Regions from separate parts of the Mus musculus genome. Here region 1 is linked to region 2. The links are chromatin contacts, called in public HiChIP or PLAC-seq maps. All regions are on one chromosome and are shown on one strand. Each heading gives the region's core, a stretch centred on a gene start, on an enhancer-like site or on the middle of the called end of the contact. The rest is flanking DNA. Distances are from core to core; before and after follow the strand shown. Region 1 overlaps Snx29 (sorting nexin 29). Region 2 overlaps Snx29 (sorting nexin 29).

Region 1 (6,822 bases), core at 2,483-4,982, 89 kb after region 2:
CTTTGTAGATTTTTTTTTTTTCCATTTATGAGCGTGAAGTGTTCTTCCTTATCTTTTTTGATGAGTTTTGGTTGAAAGTAAATTTTTATCCAGTATTCGAATGGCTACTCCAGCTTGTTTCTTGGGACCATTTGCTTAGAAAATTGTTTTCCAGCCTTTCATTCTGAGGTAGTGTCTGTCTTTGTCCCTGAGGTGGGTTTTCTGTATGCAGCAAAATGTTGGGTCCTGTTTATGTATCTAGTCTGTTAGTCTATGTCTTTTTACTGGGGAATTGAGTCCATTGATGTTAAGAGATATTAAGAATAGTGATTGTTGCTTCCTGTTATTTTTGATATTATTTTTTTGTTTGGTTGGTTGGCTTTCTTCTTTTGGGTTTATTGAAAGAAGATTACTTTCTTGCTTTTTCTAGGGTGTAGTTTTTCTTCTTGTGTTGGCGTTTTTCATCTATTATCCTTTGTAGGGCTGGATTTGTGGAAAGATATTGTGTAAATTTTGTTTTTTCATAGAATATCTTGGCTTCTCCATCTATGGTAATTGAGAGTTTTGCTGGGTATAGTAGTCTGGACTGGCATTTGTTTTCTCTTAGGATCTGTATGAGATCTGCCCAGGATTTTCTAGCTTTCATAGTCTCTGGTGAGAAGTCTATGTAATTCTGATAGGTCTGCCTTTACATGTTACTTGACCTTTTTCCCTTACTACTTTTAATATTTTTTCTTTGTTTAGTACATTGGGTGTTTTGATTATTATGTGACAGGGGGATTTCTTTTCTGGTCCAGTCTATTTGGAGATCTATAGACTTCTTGTATGTTTATGTGCATTTCTTTCTTTAGGGAAGTTTTCTTTTATAATTTTGTTGAAAATATTGACGGGCCCTTTAAGTTAAGAATCTTACTCTCTTGTATACCTATTATCCTTAGGTTTGGTCTTCTCATTGTGTCCTGCATTTAATGGATGTTTTGGGTTAGGAGCTTCTTGTATTTTCTTTGTTGTGTCAATGTTTTCTATGGTATCTTCTGCACCTGAGATTCTCTCTTCCATCTCCTGTATTCTGTTGGTGATGCTTGCATCTATGACTCTTGATCTCTTTCATAGGTTTTCTAACTCCAGGGTTGTCTCCCTTTGTGATTTCTTTTATGTTTCTATTTCCATTTTTAGATCCTGAATGGTTTTGTTCAGTTCCTTCACCTGTTTGTTTGTGTTTTCCTCTAATCCTTTAAGGGACTTTTATGTTTCCTCTTTAATGTCTTATAGCTGTTTACCTGTGTTCTCTTGTATCTTTAAGGGCGTTAGTTAAGTCCTTTTTAAAGTCCTCTATCATCGTCATGAGATGTGATTTTAAATCATAATCTTGCTTTTCTGGTGTGTTGGTTTAACCAGGGCTCGCTGTGGTGGGAGAACTGGTTTCTGATGATGCCAAATGTTCTTGGTTTCTGTTGCTTATGTTTTTGCCCTTGCCTTTCACAATCTCATTATCTCTGGTGTTACCTGGTCTTGCTGTCTCTGACTGTGGCTTGTCTCTCCTGCATGCCTCTGTGTCAGTAGTCCTGGGAAAAAACTTCTCTCTGGGAGGAATTTATATATGGAAAACTGTGGTATAGGGTTAGCTCTGGGGTGCAGACAGAAACCAGAAGGATCTTGTATCCAGCTGATCCTTGGTGTCTGTGTCCTGATGGCTCTGGGAGGGTCCTTCTTGGGCCATGAATTCGAAGAGATGTGGTAGTCTTATCTCCACTTATACAGGTTTGTTTGCACTCCTGGGAGACGGGTTGTCTCCTGGTGGTATTTGTGTATGTAGCTCTGTGGCACAGACAGAAACTGGAAGGCTCTTGTCCCAGGCTGTTCCTCAGTTCTTGTGTCCTGACAGTTCTGGACAGGTTTCTCTGAGCAGCAGTCATGGTCCTACCTGCTCTCACAGGCTTGTCTGCACTCCTGGGAGTCTAGCTCTCTTCCAGAGCCACCTGGTTCTGGAGCCCAGTGGCAGAGGACCTGCTCCAGGAACAGACAGAAACCAGAAGCTTCAATTCTTAATAATTAAACTGTATATTTGTTTTTATTCCTCTTTTTCTAAATATATCAACTGTTTTGCTTGTTCTCTTGGGTTTTAGAGTTGAATATTCAACCCCAGTTATTCCAATATTAATTAGTTTTTTATTTAGTTTTATTTTATGACATATCTTGTTATGTAGCATAGACTAGTCATGAACTCAACATTCTCCTTTGTCCTACTAAGTGTTGGGATTACAGGTGGATGCTATTGTGCTTGGGACATTTAAAAAATGTGCTACTTTAAAATTAGATACTTATGTTTTATATTTTTTATATCTTTTTATTTATGATACCATTTCTGTGCCTCTCTTGTGGCAAATATCTTTATCCTTAATTTTTCTGTGCAATTTTTAAACTAAGATCAGTTTTTTACTTTGCCTAATCAAATCTTGACTTTTTTGTGATTTATTCCATTTTCAGTATTTGTGAGTCCCTGCTTGCTTTTTTTAATGTCAAATTTTCATATTTTCTACATGACTTTTAAAATTAGATCAGATTTGAAAGATTAATCAGTATTTAATTGCAATTTTATAAACTACCTGAGTCCTTAAGAGAAATTTGATAGTTATTAAGCATAAGTGCTTGTCTGTCTGATCTATAGAATTCATTATTATAAACAAAACAAGACACTTGGCTTAATCTGGAGTAGAGAAGCCCTGCAAACAGCTCATATAATTTATATGAAAGGAGTATTTCATGATATAATATTTGATAAAATGTTTATCCAGATCACAAGGTGGATGACCAGGGTGCTGGTATTACAAGGATCCTGTCTGTCTTTGGATCTGTCTGTCTGTTTTAATTTTTCATGTTTGTCTTCATTTCTTTCTCCTTTTTTTTTTTTTTTTTTTTTTTTTTTTTGGTTTTTCTAGACAGGGTTTCTCTGTATAGTCCTGGCTGCCTGCTGTCCTGGAACTCACTCTGTAGACCAGGCTGGCCTCAAAAGAAAATTTGCCTGCCTCTGCCTCCCGAGTGCGGGGATCAAAGGCGTGCGCCACCACTGCCCGGCTTTCTCTCTCCTTCTACGTTGGCTGTTACTAATGAGTCTGCTTCCCTTCCTTAATTCAAATCCACGGTGGAAGAGGGAGGCTTCCTAACCAGTGTCAGTCCTGAAGTGTATGAGTTATAGGATGGCTCCACCTCTAGCTCACTTGGGAATCCGTAGCCCTGTTAGCCCTCATCTGTCAGGCCTTATTACATGTCTTCCCTGGAGCTGGGCTCACTTGGTTGTGGGAGAGTCAGTGATGTGACAAAACTGGGGACAAATGTTCCGGACAACAGTTAGATGGTTTCCTAAAAGCTCTGTAGCAGGAGAGTGGCTTGTGAGTGGTGGAGGAGGTGGAGGAAGCTGTCAGAGCTTTGGAAGCACCATCACTGCTGATCTCGGGTATTGCCGGTGTTGGTGTTGGTAGTGTGTACCTGACTTTTACCCTGGAAATGACCTCTCGCCTTCAGTGGTTACAGAGAGTTAGTCGACTAACCCCCTCAGGGGAGAGCATGGGTTCCAGGAGTTGTGTTATATCTGATTTTACTGGCTTTTGTTATTACTAGTGAGTCCAAACCAAACCTGGCTCAGCAGAAAATGAGGGCATTCTTCCCTTTTGATCGCCTCTGCACCAGCTGATCTTCTCACTCAGGGAGGAAGCAGACAGACATTAGTGTGTCAGTGTGACTGTGTGGGTGTCAGCTAAAAGCACCAAGAGAGGAGAAGCAGACTTGAGCAAGGCACACATGGATGCATATGCATGTAGAGGCCTACGGTGGATGGTGGGAACCATCTTTGATTGCTCTTCTACCTCAGGCACTGAGGCAGGGTCTGATTTGAATGCTTATAGTCTAGTCTTAGTAGCCAGCTTGCTCTGGGGACCCCCTACCACAGCTTTGTCTTCTAAGGCTGGTAGATTTAATGAAAAGAGTGTATCAAATAGTTATATTAACCTCCATATTTATTTCCTTGTTTGTTGGTGTTTTCTAGTTTGAGTGGTACTCTATATTTCTGAGAAAGGCTTTGCCAAGCTTAGAGTAAATGGCCATGTGATTAGGGCTTAGTGGGCTGAAGAGAAAGTTCATGGGCTAGGGAGGTAGCTCAGACATTAAGTTACAAAGGAAATCTTTCCGTGCTGTTGTGAGGTCCATAGGAAACCCAGTTGGCATGTGTATGTCCTAGTAGTGCAGAATCAGGCAGGCAAGTCCTTGGAGCTCACTCCAGCCACCCTAGCATACTTGGTAAGCTGTTTGGAAAAATCTTGTCTTTAAAAAAAAAAAAAGCAGCTAAGATGCCTGAGAAATGATAGCTAAGGTTGTTCTTCATATGCAGGTGCATATATGCACACAGCTCCCAGACACCCCTATACAAAGAAAATATATACATGCTTCTGATATGCTCAGGGATGCTAGTGCCCTACTTGAGTCCTTTACTTTGGCCAGACACATGTAGGGCATTAGACTAGATTGATAGCTATAGGGTTTAGTTATACTCGATCTCTTTAGAAGAGTCCACAGACTTGATTAAGGCCTGATTCTGGCTTTCCCAGAACCTGAGTGGGTTTATTTGATATCCATCACAGCAGGGTGCTTCTCTGTGAAACAGGAGAACCACTTTCCAGGTGTGCTGAAGAGTCAGGTGGGTTATGTAGGACACTATTAAGACTTTGTCACTGGGCAAGCCTGTTTCCAAGTCCACTGTTCTAGTAGGGTTCTCTATAGGATGAATGGTGAAAATCACTAATAGAACATTCTGGGGAACCCCTTTGGAAGATTCCAATTAGCAGGGGCTGGTTTGCTCACCAGCAGAACAGTTGGCTTTGAAGTCAACCTCAGGTGAAGTGGATAATGGGTATTTAATAACTATATTCTTTAAAAACCACACGTTGGGCTGAGGAGACAGCTTAATGGGTAAAATGTTTTCTGCGTAAGCATGAAGACCTGAGTTCAGATCCTCAGATCCCATGGAAAGCCAGGTGCTGTATCATGTATCCATAATTCAGCATTGCTACAGAGAGATGGGAGGTGGAGCTAGGATATCCCCCCAAATTACCAGACTTGCAAGCAAAAAGACATCCCATCTCAAAGGTGGAAACCAAGGACCAACACTCATGCTGTGAAACATGTATATGCCATGGCACTCAGACATCCAAACACACATGTGCACACACACACAAGATTCTTTAAAACCTACACCTCTTTGGCTCACCCTCTCACATCACACTTTCCCTTACCTTTCCTGCTATCTTAACCTTAGAGTAGTCTACTCAGTAGGGTAGGCTCTCATTCTTGGAAGAGGAGGGGTCTGTGAGACCCCAGGGGAGTACCAGCCCTGTCCCCTAACACCTTTCATATGTCCTGGGCACAGGCTTTATGAATGGAACATGGCAATACACTCTTGACATTCTTTTTTCTGTACCTTTGGTGCAGATATAATCAATCCTTTATGCATGCACATGTCTACTAATGTAGTTGCAGGCAAACAGGTTAAATGTCTGTTTTTCCTTCTGAACTTCATGCCCCCATGTGCCTGAGCTCAGACCCCTAGAGTGGGGCTGTCACAGGGCTTTTGTGGTCTGCTGGACTGGTTGTCTTCTTCGATCCCCTCTGAGCTCTTGTTGCAGCTGCCCTATACCTGCTGTCTGCTCTTGTACACCTAAAGTCTCTTTTCATGCTTGGGCATGTCACTCACTTCATGCAAGATTTCGCTAGTAGAGCACACTTCAGGCTGTTGGGGCACTTCTTTCTGTCTTTCTTAAAATTTATTTATTTTTTATGTATGTGAGTACACTGTCACTGTCTTCAGACACACCAGAAGAGGGCATTGGATCCCATTACAGACAGTTGTGAGCCACCATTCGGTTGCTAGGAATTGAACTCAAGACCTCTGGAAGAGCAGTCAGTGCTCTTAACTGCTGAGCCATCTCTCCAGCCCTCTTGTCCTCTTGTAAAGGCAGTTTTCATTGACTCTTGGGCTTGTTTAGAGTTCTTTAAAATTTTTTAAATCACATATATTTATTCATTCTTGTGAGGGGATGTCAGATCATGGATGTAGAGGTCAGAGGACACTCTGCAGGATGTGGTTTTCTGCTCTACTGTGTGGGTCCCAGGAACTGAACTCAGGGCATCAGACATCGTAGCAAGCACCCTTACCCAGCGAGCTGTCTCACTAGTCTTCATCAACTCTGGTGCTGACATAATCATATATAAACCACATATATAGAATACAGGGTTTCTTGGAAGGAAGATGAGGTTTTCAGTCCAGACTTGGGCCCCAGCATAATCTAAATGGAGGCAGTGTCTCTGAGCCAAACTGCAGCAGGAGGGCTAGCAGGGAGGACTCTCCCCCCCTGCAGCAGGAGGGCTAGCAGGGAGGACTCTCCCCCACTGCAGCAGGAGGGCTAGCAGGGAGGACTCTCCTGAGCCATGGAGCACACTCTGCCACCTCACTCACCTTTCTCACCAGTTGCTCCTGTTACTTAATTTGAATAGAGTTTTCTGTTGTCAGAGAGAACAGCACCATTTCCCTTCCGGAGTTGTGGTAGTTTATTAGTGGCTCTAATTATAGTGCTTGCTTTAGAATAAACCTCATGAGCAAAGGCATTTGAGGAGGAAAGGGTTTATTTCATTTTACACTTTACAGGTCTCCATGGAGGGAAGTCAGGGCAGAAATTGAAGGCAGGAACCCAGAGGCAGGGATAGAAGCAGTGGCCATGGAGCCATGCTGCTTACTGTCTTTCTCTTGATGGCTGCTTGCTTGCTTAAACCTCCAGAACCACCTGCCGAGAGGTA
Region 2 (7,216 bases), core at 3,422-5,921:
CCAGTCACCCTTCCCTCTGCCTCCCTCATTCAGGCTACTGGACGAGTCACTTGTCTGGTGTGATGAGCTGAGAGTCCCACCTTTGCTCCATGCTCAGCAGCAGCCCCAGGTCCCTAACTTGCAGCTGAGAGCAGGGGAATCCATGTATAAGTCGGGACTTGTGTGTTAGGCCCAAGCATCAGGATAGGCAAAGATCTGTCTCAGTGGAAACTGCTCACCTGTAGTCTGGTGCTGCCGGAGTTCTTCCAGGCTCTGTAGTTTACCTTGTTCATTTGTTAACTCTTCAAAGAGCAGCTGTTTTGTGGTAAGCTTTATCAGTTAGAAATGAACAGAGCATGGCTGCGTGAGCCTATGTGTTTAAATTGAAGAGGGGTGGGTGGGGTGGGATGGGGTGTATAGACACAGATGTTAAACATTTGGCTGAGTGATTCTGTGCGCCAGCCATGCTCAGGTGTAAGTGTGGCATGATGTGGGGCAGGGGTGGGATTAGTTTTGCGTCAGTTTACTTTAGTCTTTGGGTTTGTTTGGTTTTTGTTTTTGTTTTGGCAGAAGCTTGGTAGATAGCCCAGGTTGTTCTTGATGTTCTTGAACTTAGTGTATAACCTAGGCTGGCCTTGAACTCAGAGTCCCATTGCCTCAGCCTTGAAAATATTAGGATTACAAGAGTGTGCTACCATTGTCAGCTCTGTCTGAGGCTGGGGTAGAGGGAGGTGCCTCAGGCACCATTTAAGGAAATACTTATTTACATAGGAGCCTCTGTTCCCAGTGGATGTGGGATGGCAGATGGCCACTTAGTGCCTAATGCTTCTCCTTTGGAAAGCCAGGGTGAAACAGTCTTACTCTTATAGATTTTTTTGCAAGAGTTAATGCTGATAAGTGCCACCCAGAGGCCCCTGCAGGTATCCTTAGCCAGAGCTGGGACCATGGAAGTAATTTATTCCTACACCTCAAGGCTACAGTCACTTTTTGGAGTTCATCTGGCTTGGTGTTGCTCAGACATAACTAACGTTCTAATAAAGAATTCTCTGGGTTAAAGTGCTAACCATGCTGCTTAGCTCTGGCTGCACATTTCAGTCCCCAGGGGAAGCTTACAGAACTATTAGGCCCAGGCCACCTTCCAGACTAATTAAGTTAGGCTTTCTAGAGGCGAGACCCAGACTGCACAGGTCTGGTGCCCAGATGTTAATGTCCTGCCAGGTATTGGGTGATGGAAGTGCAGCAGGCTGAGCTGATGGTGGGCACTTCTGAGGTTCTGCAGGGGATGCAGAGGCTGCTGGTGACATCCAGGAAGGTGAAGGTGCTTGATATTTTTATTTCAGAACCAAATGGAGAGTCAATTTGTTACTGTTAGTTTCTTTTGGAAGTGTTGGCATTTTTCATTTTTGCTTAAGAGTTTATTTTCAAGTAAGCTGTAAACAACTTAAGGGATGACTTTGTTTACCGATCTGTATGTGAACTTAAGCCTAGGCCTGCTCATGCTTTGCCCGTCAACACGGATTGCGTGTTCACAGGTTAAAACTGCACATGTGTTTTCTGAGGTGGAATTCTTTTTAAGGCAGGTTCTTTCTTCCTATATGGTCTAGTCTGGTCTTTGATTGGGACCCCCCTGCCTTAGCTTCTCTAGTGCTAGCATGGCAGGGGTGTGCTGTCAGACTCAGCTAGAGCAGAATTCTGTCATCTCTGGCTAGTTGACACTTCTTAAGGAAGTTTTTATTTCTGTGTTTTCAAACATTACCCTGCAATTGTAAAAGCTGTGGACCAACCCCAAATGGGAGGAGGCCCAAATCCCATGGCCCAATGCAATCAATCACTGTCTTCATTGTTAGTCCATCAAGTCCATTTTCTAAGCTTAGTTTTTACACCTTTAGTTGTGTGTTGCAAGTTATGTGTCATGTGTTTTATATTTTCTTCTGTTTCTATGCAGATTTCAGATCATGTTTAAGTAGCCCTCGCCCCAGCAAATGAAGGCAAGTGTGACTGATAGTCTTTACGTGTGAGGACAGAAGAGTTCCTAAAGACACCCACTTGGGTACAGTCTCTGCTAGTGCTTTAGTTTTTATTTGGAGGGGACTGGCAAGATGGCTCAGGTGAAGGAGCTCCTTGTTGAGCCTGGAGACCTGAGTGTAATCCCTGGATCTCATGTGGTGGGGGAGAGTGAACGCCCACATGGTGTCCTCTGACCTCTACACATGCACTGTGGCACACGAGTCTTCACACACATGCACACAGATTATTGTTGATGAGGCATTTATGCCTTTAGGTTCAAACTCACTTTACAAAATCTGATCCAGTAGTGCACAGCAGCTTTGAAGGAAGTCAACCTTGTTTCTCTGAGTCTGTGCACAGGGGGTACTATGTCTGGACACACCTTTATTTATCACGATGTCACTTTCCTTCTTCCTGAGTTCTTACAGTGTATCACAAGCATACAGGCTTTTCTAAAGCCACTCCTTTATTAACTGCAGCTTGATTCCTAGAGTACAACTGCCATGGTAGAAGGTCTGAGCATTTCTGAAGACTCATGATTTGTGCTACAGTTTGGATGGAGTTTTCCCTGGAGGGGGATTTGGGATCCTCAGTATGGTGGTGTTGGGAGAGGATGTGGAGCCTCAGCGGGGCCTGCTGGGAGGTCCCTGCCTCACAGAGCTGCCCCTGAAGAGGTTAAGGGGGCTTTGGAGAGACTCCCTTCCAGCTCCATCTCTCCTGACACTTGTAGCAGGAAGCTACCCCAGAACTGTTGACTTGCTTTCAGATATGATCCCCCCTTTTTTATTTTTAGATTTATTTATTTTATGCATGTGAGTATACTGTAGCTGTATAGTGGTTGTCGGGAATTGAATTTTTTAGAACCTTTGCTCGATCTTGTTGGGCCGCTCCCTTAGACCCTGCTCTCTCCCGCCCAAAGATTTATTTATTATTATACATAAGTACACTGTAGCTGTCTTCAGATCACCAGAAGAGAGCATCAGATCTCATTACTGGTGGTTGTGAGCCACCATGTGGTTGCTGGGATTTGAACTCAGGACCTCAGTGCTCTTACCCACTAAGCCATCTCACCAGCCCCTAAGATATGATTTCTTAACCAGGCAATGCACATCTGTAATCCTAGCACCAGGAGGCTCAGGCAGGAAGATTTTAAATTCTAGGCTAGCCTGGGCTATATAGTAAGTTTGATCAAACCCGAGCTATGTGGCAAGATCCCCTCTGAAAACAACAAAATCAAAAATCAAGTTGAATGGTTGAAAGCATTTGCTGTGTCACCTCAGCACTATGTTGCAGCAGTGCAAAGCAAATTAATACAATCTCTTTGCAATAGAGTCTTACTGTAGAGAACAGAGCAGGCTGTGAGTGGGCCTAGTTCACTGTGATTGCTAAAGCTGTGTGGCATGTCACAGTGTTTGCAGTAGTTTCCAGCCATGTGATGCTGAGTCTGCATCCACTTCCATGAGACAGTAGGTGACTCCTGAAGCAAAGATCCTTGTGTCACAGTTCTCTGTCCCTCTGTGTCTTTTCTGTGTGTAATCTCAGGAGTGGGATGCCATAGTCAAGGCATATGGTTGTAGTGGAACAAGCTGTATACCTTTCTTAGCGCACTAAGTAGGACATACTCCGGCCTGTGCTGGTACTGCCTGCTTCGCCTCTGTTTCACTCCTGCTCGTGAGTTTTAGAAGGTGGAGTTTGGTGAGATTCCCTCTGAGAAAGGAAGGTGGAGAGGCCAAACACTTGAACATTGCCTCTAGATCTGAAAATGTGCAAGTTTCTTCTCAAACAAAAGAGGCAGTGAGGCTCAATGGTGAGGGTCAGTGTGGGCTTTCCAGGCACGTCTCCATGGGGAACGTGGAGCATAGCGTGGCGGGAGGAGGGCGGAACGCCTTAGGCATTGCCCAAGCAACCTCAGGCAGTAGAGAAAGCCACGGGGTGTTTGCTGATTCTAAACTGTTCTCTTAGATTCAGGCTTTGTTGAGGGAGTGGAATTCTGGAGAGTGAGCAGGAAGTTGTATCTGTGTGAGCGTCTGCCTTTGGAAGCATGTGCTTACATTATGTGTGTGACCATCAGACCTTAGTACCCAGTGCAGGTAGGTGTTCCCCACAAAAGCTGTACCACCGTCTAGGCAGTTCATCAAGATATGAGAAGCCTACAGCAATTCCAGGAGGAGTGGGAGAGTTGGATCTGAAGTGTCTCTTTGCCCACACAAAAGTGCGGAAGCAAGAAGAGATAAACTCACTGGAACCAGGAGATACGAGCCAGCCCTCACTAACAGGTTATGCTTGTTGTGCACGGGGGAGGGAAGCTTGGTCACTGTTCATTAGTGTTTCATTGGGATGCCTTTCCTAATGGGAAGTCGGGAAGATCTAGAGGGTAGAATTAAACTTACAGAGCAGTGTGGAGGGATAACAGAGAGCCTGAAAAGGTGACCCATTGGGAGAGATATTGCTGCTACGGAAACTGTGAGAACGAGGAGCTGGAGGTTTTTGCTGTTGTCCACTGGGCTCTGCCTCTGCCCAGAGAGAAGGCAACATATGCAGCCTGCCTATTCACAGAAAGTAATTTTTCAAATCTTTCCAGTACAGTTTGGCTCACAAGGTGGTAATTTCTGTGTCACTGACATGAAGCCTGGGTCTTAAATATAGTCAGCATGTGAGTGCCCTGCAGGCAGTGACAGTGGCAGTATGACATCACTGCCAAGCCACTTCTTGTTATTTTGGAGCCAGAGTGAGCAACAGGAAGCTTGGCGGAGGGGAGATATTTTTGGCCACAGCAGCCATGTGGTTTAAAGAGAGACAACTGTCAGGTCTAGTGCTCGGGAATTTTGCAGACTTTGTGTGCTGCTAAGTTTGTATTCACAGGTTTGCATGAAGTGGAGCGGAGGCTCAGACATACTAGACTTGGCTCTACGCTAGCAGCCCTCAGAGGGTGCGGCCTGCTTTCTTTGGCGCAGATGGACGTTTCTTCAGATGCTTTTTCTTTACAAGATTCAAACTTAACCTCACCGAATGCTCAGCTCCAAGGCCAAAATCAACTTGGAGGGCCCAGAAAACTGCCTGCCTGGCTTTAAAAGTCCCAGTGAGCTACTTGGGAATGACAGGGTGTGTGTGTGTGTGTGTGTGTGTGTATGCGTGTGCATCTAGATGGTTCAGCAGGTAAACTTGCTCATGGCTAAGCCTGATGACCTGTTGAGGAAATGCTAAGGAATAACTTGGGGCTTGAGGTGCCCTCTTTTCTCCTGTGGGCTTTGTAACTTTCTAGTTCCCAGAGATCTGTGGCAGCATCAGCTGAGAGAGAGGGTCTAGCACTTGCTGCTGTCTGTAATTTATGAACTTTACGTTCACCTCATACTGCAAAGGGACCATAGCAATCTAGTTCTTGAAAGCCCTCCCCATGTGCTCTATGGCACAGGCATGTATCTCTCTCTCTCTCTCTCTCTCTCTCTCTCTCTCTCTCTCTCACACACACACACACACACACATGCACATACAACATATAAAATAATCAGTGTAATTTAAAAGAAACTCACACAGGGAATGTGGTGAATGTCTGTAATCCCAGCGCTTAGGAGACTGAGGTAGGAGAATTCTGACTTCAAGGCCAGCCTGGGCTATATAGATGAGACTCTGTCTCAGAAAACCAAGGACCGTGAAGAGTGCTTGCTCCTTGTGGGAGGCAGTAGTCTGCAGTGTAGAGAAACTTTACCTCGGAACCCAGCCTCCTGGATTCCTAGTGAGAGGGAACAAGGAGTTCTTCCACATGCACTGAGCACTTGGACACTCTCATGAGGCAATTCTCTTTTCCAGGTTGTCTGGGAAGGGCCTCTGCTGTACCCATGGTTTTCCTCATTGTTTCTTTGTCTTTCAGACTCCACAGAGCAGTGCTTCCTCCCCTCATTTTTTATGCTGCTCTTTTTGTTTTGTGTGGCACTTTTCATCTTGTCTGTTTCTACCTTTGTGTTCACACCCTAATCTGGTCAGGGGCTTTGTCTCAGGCATTGGGATGCAGGAGGAGTTTGTTGAATGAGTTAACATCTGAATATGTGTCCCTTGTGTGTTGTTCTACTGTTTCTGGCTTACATTTCAGGTCAGTTCATGGTCTAGGATAGCTGCTGAATTCCCTGATACTGTATCTGTCTTCAGGCCAAAGGAAGAGAATCAGAGGTGGGAAATGTGTCCCAGAGCTGGCATTTTAGCTCAGTGAAAGGTGCTGAACGTGAATGAGGCTCTGGGTTCAAATCTCAACAGAGCAAAAAAAGTGCTTCTTCCTCTTCCTCCTCCCCTTCCTCCTCCCTCCTCTCTCTCCTCTTCCTACCTCCTTTTCCTCTTAAAAATATTTACTTTTATTTTTTGTATATTTTCTTGAATATTATACAGAAAATAAAAGTAAATATGTGCACCATGTGAGTGCCTGGTGCCCAGTAAGGCAGAAGAGGGCATCAGATGCTCTGGAACTGGAGCTACAGAGAGTTGGAAATCACTCTGTGGATGTTGGGAACCAAACCTGAGTCCTACAGTGCAGCCAATGGTCTTAACCACTGACCCATCTCTCTAGCACCAAGTTCTTTGTGTTAAATTTAAAAAGTATTGTGTATGCATGCAGGTGTGTGTATACACTTGTGTATGTGCATGCATGTATGGGTATGCACACAGGCACATGTATGTATGTGCGTGCGTGTGTGTGTGTGTGTGTGTGTGTGTGTGTGTGTGTGTGTAAGAACACATGTGGAGGTCAGAGACCATCTTCCTGGAGTCAGTTATTTCCATCAACCATGTGATCCTGGATAGCAGTCATGGTTGCATGTGCCTGGTGATCCATTTCATTGACCTGTGTCGTCTTTTTTGAGGAGGTAGCAATTCTGTATACAGGTCTTCCCTTCTTAGAGTCCTGAGACTGACTGATGGGGTTACTGGTTTATGAGTAGAGAATGTCAGTCTAAATGAGAAGGGGATTTTGGTGGACAGTGATCTGCACCCTCTACAAGGCACATAGTGACCGCTCATGTGAAAGTTCACTTATTAGGGTTTTAGCTATGATGTAGAGCTGGGAATGGTGCTTGTTTGTTCTGTGTGGAAGATTGTTACCACAATGGCTGTCAGGGCTTCACAGTCAGCGTTGCGTTCACTTAGTGGCTTTGGACAAGTGAGCTTGCCTCAGTTTATTTATGTGCCAAAACAGGGTCTTGCTGTATACTCCAGGGAAATGTGTGATCTTGTGGCTTCAGCCTCC

What was found. HiChIP or PLAC-seq counts read pairs in DNA pulled down with a chosen protein or histone mark.
Region 1: an H3K27ac HiChIP or PLAC-seq map of microglia shows a contact between it and region 2, with 2.5 times the contacts expected there. The contact joins two enhancer-like sites. A contact is called at or near these places in 1 of 15 datasets of contacts at CTCF or cohesin (the NIH/3T3 cell line), 4 of 484 Hi-C or Micro-C datasets (Th1 cells, cerebral cortex, forebrain and 1 more) and 3 of 115 datasets of contacts at active chromatin or transcription factors (CD8 T cells, microglia and stem cell-derived neural progenitor cells).

The regions. Positions count from the first base shown.
Region 1 is chr16:11,546,864-11,553,685 of GRCm38.p6, forward strand. All of the region lies in intron 14 of Snx29 (sorting nexin 29), which reads left to right. Among named protein-coding and RNA genes, the nearest start is that of Gm32100, 33 kb to the right of the region's middle. Within about 2 kb of position 3,733, at least 12 of the 459 cell types and tissues checked have an H3K27ac peak or open chromatin away from gene starts, as enhancers often do. A contact at or near this core is called in cerebral cortex and microglia, where this site is marked.
Region 2 is chr16:11,457,035-11,464,250 of GRCm38.p6, forward strand. The region is part of intron 13 of Snx29 (sorting nexin 29); the gene reads left to right. Among named protein-coding and RNA genes, the nearest start is that of Gm32100, 120 kb to the right of the region's middle. Within about 2 kb of position 4,672, at least 193 of the 459 cell types and tissues checked have an H3K27ac peak or open chromatin away from gene starts, as enhancers often do. A contact at or near this core is called in cerebral cortex and microglia, where this site is marked.